2 separate regions of the Gossypium hirsutum genome follow, and region 2 is linked to region 1. Evidence: chromatin contacts called from public Hi-C data. All regions are on one chromosome and are shown on one strand. Each heading gives the region's core, a stretch centred on a gene start, on an enhancer-like site or on the middle of the called end of the contact. The rest is flanking DNA. Distances are from core to core; before and after follow the strand shown.

What was found. A called contact is a pair of places that touch in the nucleus more often than the background predicts.
Region 2: a contact with region 1 is called in a Hi-C map of leaf, with 2.9 times the contacts expected there. The contact joins the promoter of LOC107915004 here to the promoter of LOC107915009 in region 1. A contact is called at or near these places in 5 of 34 Hi-C or Micro-C datasets (callus, hypocotyl, leaf and 1 more).

The regions. Positions count from the first base shown.
Region 1 is chrD10:33,392,035-33,395,861 of Gossypium_hirsutum_v2.1, reverse strand. LOC107915009 reads right to left here and starts at 2,129. Exons shown (of 2, transcript XM_016844099.2): 1 at 1,847-2,129; 2 at 113-398. The coding sequence starts at 1,975. The coding sequence ends at 297.
Region 2 is chrD10:33,613,386-33,617,058 of Gossypium_hirsutum_v2.1, reverse strand. It overlaps LOC107915004 (bifunctional bis(5'-adenosyl)-triphosphatase/adenylylsulfatase FHIT), which reads right to left and starts at 2,323. Exons shown (of 5, transcript XM_016844096.2): 1 at 2,115-2,323; 2 at 1,921-2,031; 3 at 1,056-1,202; 4 at 249-347; 5 at 1-157. The coding sequence starts at 2,237. The coding sequence ends at 152.

The sequences.
Region 1 (3,827 bases), core at 880-3,379:
AGTCTCTTAAATAAGGTAACTATATCATCCAAAGCCAACATATCCAAGTTCTGAGTAACATAGGCACAATCTTAACTAGCATTTTATTAGTAAATCAGTGTGGATTCCATGCTAAGCCAGCAAAAGAACAAACTTAGTTATAAAATTATGATCATTAATGTTAAACAAACCAGACTATCTTTTCCTGATGAAAAGACCACAATAGTTATTATAGCATATCACAAATGCTGGTTTGCTGGAACAGTAACAGGAATAATTGTCAAAGCTACATAGATCACTTACACCACTAAAGATCATCAATGGTTGTTTCTCTTCCTAGCTAGCTCCCGAGCCATCTCCCTTAATTCCTCCGGCGATGGAGGTCGTGGTCCCTCTGGAGGATACACTATATACGAACGCTTCACATTAAAGGAAAACAGAAGTCATTTAGGCTCGAATAAGAAATCATTTCGTACCAAGGAAAACAGGTAGACTTGAAATCCTTAACAAGAGAATGGACGCTAATTGAATAACTAAAAGGGTAAACTACACCATTAGTCACTAAATTATGAGTAAATTTTCGTTTTGATCACTTAACTAAAAAAAAGTTACAATTTACTCATTGAACTGTTCAAAAGTTTTCATTTAAGTCATTGAGCTATTAAAATCGATACTCAGTGGCTTTCTTTGTTTACACTGCTTGCACTAATAAAAAACCCTCTTTCCACTTCTCTTTTATAGTTCAATTTTTTTTTCATTAAACAGCTTTGGACGTCACGGATCTATGAACCAAAAATCAAACAACTTTTTTCTCTAATCTCTAACATTGACCATCAAATTGAATTGGATCTAAGGTATATTATCCTACTTGTCGATAGGTACTGATCTACCGTACCGATTGTCGAATCGTCACTTGGAGCTCACTGATAGAACTTTTAAAAAAGAAAAGATAATAGTTCAGCGACTTAAATAAAAACTTTTAAATAGTTCAGTGACTTAAATAAAAACTTTCAAATAGTTCAATAACTAAATTATAACTTTTTTTAGTTAAGTGACCAAAACGAAAACTTAATTAAATTTAATGACTAATGATATAGTTTACCCTAACTAAAATCTGCAAATAGGCAGATATATAACATAACTAACCTTTATAGAGCATCAATATGATTCATGTAAGAAAAAACAAATCGTAGAATAAACCTATACTAGAAAATCACAGTTCTCAACATTCCAATCTACAGGCGATGTTGAAATACAGAATTCCTATTTATTGCCAGACCAAAACAAGTTATCTAACCGGTTATCAAATTACAAAGAGATTCTTTTTATAATTTAACAAGAACAGGGTTAATAGGATCCCTGCATATATATTTTTTAAGTTGATTAGCATGAGCATATCACAGAAAAAATAACAAAACCACAGCATAAAAACATGACACAACATAAAAAGTAACATGAAAACGAATATCTCGAAATCTATATAATACAAACTTTTAGCATATCAATTTTGTATAAGTATAAAGTATGTTAAACATGATTATATTGCAGAAAATACATGATCATAGATACAGAAGATCTAATTGCATTCTTCCATTTACTTTATGAACCAACAAACCAAGTTACCAAAACACTGCTTTCTTACAAATACCTATTGCCACAATCCAGAATGTTCAGTTATAAAGAGGCCCAAATTTCAAAAAAGTTCGAATGAGTATTAAACTTTGTTCCAATTTCAAGCCTAATCCAGATATAAAAAAAACTCTCAATCTGTCACAGAGTTCAACGAGTCAGACAAATCCGACCAACTAAAAATTTGAAAAGAAAAAAGATACAACACAAAGAGAAGAAGAGATAAAAGAGAGTATACATTTCCCATAAATTTCTGGAGATTCTTGGTGTTGTTGGCGAAAGTGTACATAAGAACGATAGGGATCGTAACATAGAGACCGAATTTGGCGATTTCAAGAACACCCTTTGAAGTGCCTAAAGAAGACATTCTCCTTTTCACTTTCCACAGAGACAAAAAATTGATGGGAATTCGCGAGGAGAGTGAAAACTTTTGCAAAGTTGCCCTTCATACATCTCAAAATTTGTGAGGCTGAAACCTTGGATACGTAATATGGGAAGATGCCCGGTTCTGGGCTCTTCTTTCGACAGAAAATATCTTAATGGGCTCATAGCTCCTAAAATAATGCCCTAACAACAAACATGGATCTCTTTGATCTTTTCTAGATATTTACTTTAGCAGACTTGAGGCTTATTGCATGTTAAAGTCCCCACACCTTTGCTAGCATGGTTGTTATTTGAAGTGATTTGAATAATTAACGGGAATCTGTGGTGATTAAAGGTACTCATGCTCGGGTCAGGCTAGGTTTAAACAAACATGGATCTCTTTGATCTTTTTTAGATATTTACTTTAGCAGACTTGAGGCTTATTGCATGCTAAAGTCCCCACACCTTTGCTAGCACGGTTGTTATTTGAAGTGCTTTGAATAATTAACGGGAATCTGTGGTTATTAGATGTGCTCATGGCCGGGTCGGCCCGGGTTTGAGCTTAAATATGATATTAACATACTTTATGTTTACTTAAGTTTGGCCTGACCCGAAATTTTGGCTTAAAATTTTCTCTAAACTCGCCCATATTTGTAAAAGGTTAACTCAAGCCCATTTTAAGCTCACCCATATTATTATTTAATTTTTTAAAAATAAATATTTATTTTATTTTATTTTAATATTTAATAATTTTATACAATTTTTTATTTATTGAATTTTTTTATAATCATCTTAACATTGTTTTAATGTTTACATTAGAGTAGTATTATATATTTAGTATAGGTTTATTTTTTTAATGTGTTCTAATATATAAAAATAAAATAATATAAAGTATTATAAACTTAAAATGGCTCGGGTCGGGCCGAGATTGGGCCTTAAATGTTCAAACTCAAGCCCAGTCTATATTTCAAAACGGGCCTAATTTTTTTATCCAAGCCCATTTTTCAGGCTTAATTTTTTTGCCCAAACCCACCTAAATTTCGGACGGGCCTTCAGGTTTGGGCAGGTAGCCTGGCCCATGAACATGTCTAATGGTGATAAGGTATTGGTTAATTTTGAATAGCAGGAACCATTTTGTTCTAAAATATATAGAATGACTATGTCGAGTCAACTTGGTAACCATCAAGTTGAAAAAGTATGCATGCATTTGGAGGAAATTTTAATAAAACCTCATGAGAAAATTGAAAAACGAAAAGAAAGCTTAAAAGAAAGTTTCTTACAAATTATAGGCAAGATTCTTTCTAGCAATTTCTTAGTTCCAAACATCATGAATTGTTGGTAAAGTAATACACTATTGAATTTGTGCATCTCATGATGAAATGTGGAGATTGAAGAGCAAATGATCACTTGGTATCTTGGTGATTTTTGTCAAGAGGTCGGTGATGTTGTCCAATCACAACCTTATTGGAATTTTGATGATGTTTGCAAGCTAGCAATCCATGTAGAGAAGCAAATCAAGGTGAATGGTTCTCGCAAGACCCTACGGAAAAGAAAAAATTTCTAAAAGAGGCAGTGCCTCAATTTCTAAACATTTGCCTACTACTAAGATTACATTTTTAAAATCAGTTCAACGACACAAAGGCAACCATATACCTAAGTTGTTAAGCATATAATCAAGTAGTTATGAAGAATGATGGATTATATGCTTTTATATTCTAGAGGAGATCTCACTCCTATCGGTTATACTATTTCTGACTTCCAAACGTGTTGAGATTTGATGAAATCAACATTGGGCTATATATTTGTCCTACGTGGTGGGTCTACAGTGTGGAGAAGTGTGAAGCATGGTTGTACTA
Region 2 (3,673 bases), core at 1,074-3,573, 220 kb before region 1:
CTGCAGTTGGTACATATGCAACATAACAGTCAGGCTTAAGATTGCTAGACGAAAAGAGACCTGTATTCCTCAGCTTCTTTACACATCTCTTCCAGGCTTCTGTCCTTCCTTTCTTTATCTAAGTTGAGCTTTTCCTTCAGTTCGTTCTCTTTCACATCTATCTACACCATGAACGGCAGACAGATAAAACACAAGATATCAAATTTTATAGATAATAAATGCTAAGCTAATAAGAGAATCCATCTTACTTCATCATAAATTTCATCATTCCTCTCAAAGTCACCATCTTTCCTTGGAAGTATATGAATGTGAACATGGGGAACTGTCTGCCCTGCCTTTGGCCCATCCTACAGTAAAAACCAACGCATGCTAGTCTTTACTGATCCATAAAAAAAAATGCTATTTACCAAGCAGCAGCAGCGTTAACCCAAGGTGAGAACAAGAACTTCCACAGTATCACACCATAACATTCTCCCATTCAATTTTCTATAATACAGCATATTTTTCATTCTCAAATGACCACTTAAACACACTGAATTGTTGGTTATTGCATGAGAAAACATTAACTAAAACATGAAATGGGATATAGTAGTTAACGTGAGGTACACAGCCAAGGCATGGAAAGAGTTGAAATTAAAATCACAAATACCAAAGTAGAGGTCATCCCAAATTGAAAGGGCTGACTAGGCCAAAAGAATTATGATTAGGATGTAAATTTTACAAATTTAGGAAAATAATAAAACCAAACTCTAGTAAAGGCATCTCGGTGAAAGAGATTATATGCAAGATTTGGAAGCAAAAACATGAAGGAAAAACAAAATGTTAGCAAAAAAGAACATCAGATTAATAAAACCATGAACAAAGGGATCCACATTTTTATCACGTCTGCTACATACAGACAGGGACGGTAAATAAAATTAAAAAAGGGCCAACATATAATATGAAAGCAACAATATGATTGAAAAAACAATTTCATCTACTATGACAACACTGAGGCATAAAAACCATATGTACACTTGATCAGAAGTAATATATCAAGTCCCATTCTCTGTTACTTGGATGGTAAAAGTGAGTGATGACGCCTTATGGAAGCACTCAAGTCTTCCACCAATCTTCTGAGCTGTTAGCCATAAATCTTGGGTCTCTTCAACAGTGAGATCAGCAAATCGCTTAACTTCACGCCTTGGGCAGACAAGTACATGTAGACAATGTTAAAGAAACCAAATTCAAGCATGAATGTTCTTTGTACGAATATTCATGGTTTCCTAACAAATGCGATCATAACCATTCCCACTTAGATTAAATAAATGCAGCATATATTTCGAGAACATTTTAGCATGTAATGTTTTGGATATATATAGTTAGAACAATTTTGTCAGACAGTTTCTTTCGCATCTTCCTAAAATTGTTCATGAATTCTACGTACATACAAAAATCCATACATACATATATGGGTGTCTGCATACGTGCCATCAACACTTCGCTGCCCAGGCTGGATGCTTCCTAAAACAAAATTTTTCAGTCGCAAGTTTCCATATGAACAGTTTTAAGACATTGTGTCTTACCAACAAACAATAGGATAAGACAACCCCATCATTAGGATTAAGAAAAAAATCCTCCATGAGTGCTCAATCTCGGAGGTACAGCATGTTTAATATCAAGACTAAATGAGTGTCCTGCGGATTAGTAGTTTATATAAAAGCAGGCATATCAGAAGACAATTTCTAATGATTGGAAAGAAAACTACTCTTCCTATTGGTAGGCCAAAATCATATACATATAACACAAAATGATTGGATTTAAATGCCCGAGTGAAAAAGGATATGACCTGCAAATGAAAAATAAAAGGGGAAATCAACGAAGATTGACAAATGATTGCAGGACAGCGTGGTGGTTGGCAGCTAATTAGAAGAAGTAATTACCAGGAACAACAGGACGGAGGTTGACCATGGCATAGGAAAGGGGGGTGGAGTAGAAGACTTCCTTGGGGTCTATCTTATATGGCCCGAACGAATAGAACTCCGTTGACATCTGCAGGCAACAAACTTATTGTAATACCAATACTTTACTTTTGGGTGCATACCAGTACAACTGGAGTAGGTTTTGGCACTTGCCTTGGCAGGGGAGGCGCCGCCGGACAACGGGATCGTTTGGAAGCCTCTCCTACAAAAATTGATAAAGCAGAAAGGCCCACCCAGACCCAACCCTAGAGGATACAGCAGCTGCAACTTTGTCATTTATTCACTTCCCTGGTCTTTTTAGGTTTTCGTTGGTCATGTTCGATTTGCGTGTGGGACTTACGACTAAATTGTTAAGTTATTAAATTTTCAAATGGCAGCCTCTTTTTTATTTAAGCTAGTTTATGATGATCCCTTGATGTAATTTTAAACGTTTAATATTTAATTAATTTTTAAATATTATATTTTTAATTACTGTAAAATAATTTTTTATTTGAATTATTAAATACAATTAAATTATATTAACTTATCACTTCAAATATTACAATACAAAATTTTCAATAATAATTAAAGTATTTTTATTATATTCAACCTATGTTATAATTTTACTTTATGTAATTAATGCAAAAAAAATTATTGAAAAAAAATTGATTAACCTAATTAACTCTTATATATTAATTAAGTGATAATTAAGATGTTTAGAATTCTATTCAAGCAATAATTCTATTTTACATAAATAAAATTAGCACAAATTTTTTACATCAAAATTTTTAACTAATATTTTAAATTTAATTATAATTATCACAATTTTTTTCATATATTTTATGCTTATAGTTCTATTCAAGTAACCATTCTATTTAAGGGTGAGCAAAACTTGGTTTGATTCGAAAAAATCAATTTTTTTTTTCAAATTTTGAGTTAATCGAATCGAGTTATTCAAGTAAACTCGAATAAGTAATTTGAGTTTCGAGTTTCGAGTTTCGAAGTTCGAGTCGAGTTGAATTTTACAATTTGAATAACTCGAGTAATTTAAATAGCAGATTGGTATAAATACCGCTTTGGTCTCTGTTAATTTTGAAAATGCGCAAATTGATATCTCTCAACAAAAATTACAAAAAAATTAAAATAATTTTAAAAATTCAAAATAATTTTAAAAATTTAAAATATTTATAAAATTCCAAATTTTATATTTTTTCAAAAAATTATGATTTTTTTAAAAAAATTCTAAAGAATATATAAAGAAAGTTAAAAATTTTAAAATTTTCTAAAATAATAATTTTGGGACCTAAATAAGTTAATTAATGATTCAAGTTTATCATAAAGTATCTTATTTTTTATTATTTTCCTTTGAAAATATTTTCAAATATATATGGTTTCAAATTTATGTGCTCTAACATGGAATTAGTTATATTGTAATTTGTAACAAAATTTTAATTTGACATGTTTAATTTTTTTAATTTAACTCGAACAATTTTACTTGATTCAACTCGACTTGAATAACATTTCACTCGACTTGATTTGGAGACTCGGTTCGAAAAAATTTCAAATTGAGTTAGGATGATAAAATATGATTTGCCAACTCGCTTAACTCGAAGTTTTTTCACTCGATTTGACTCAATTCAATCAAACGCTCACCCCTAATTTTATTTTAAAATTAGAATAATATTTTTAACTAATAAGTAGAAATTAAATTTTAATATTTTAAATATGTAATA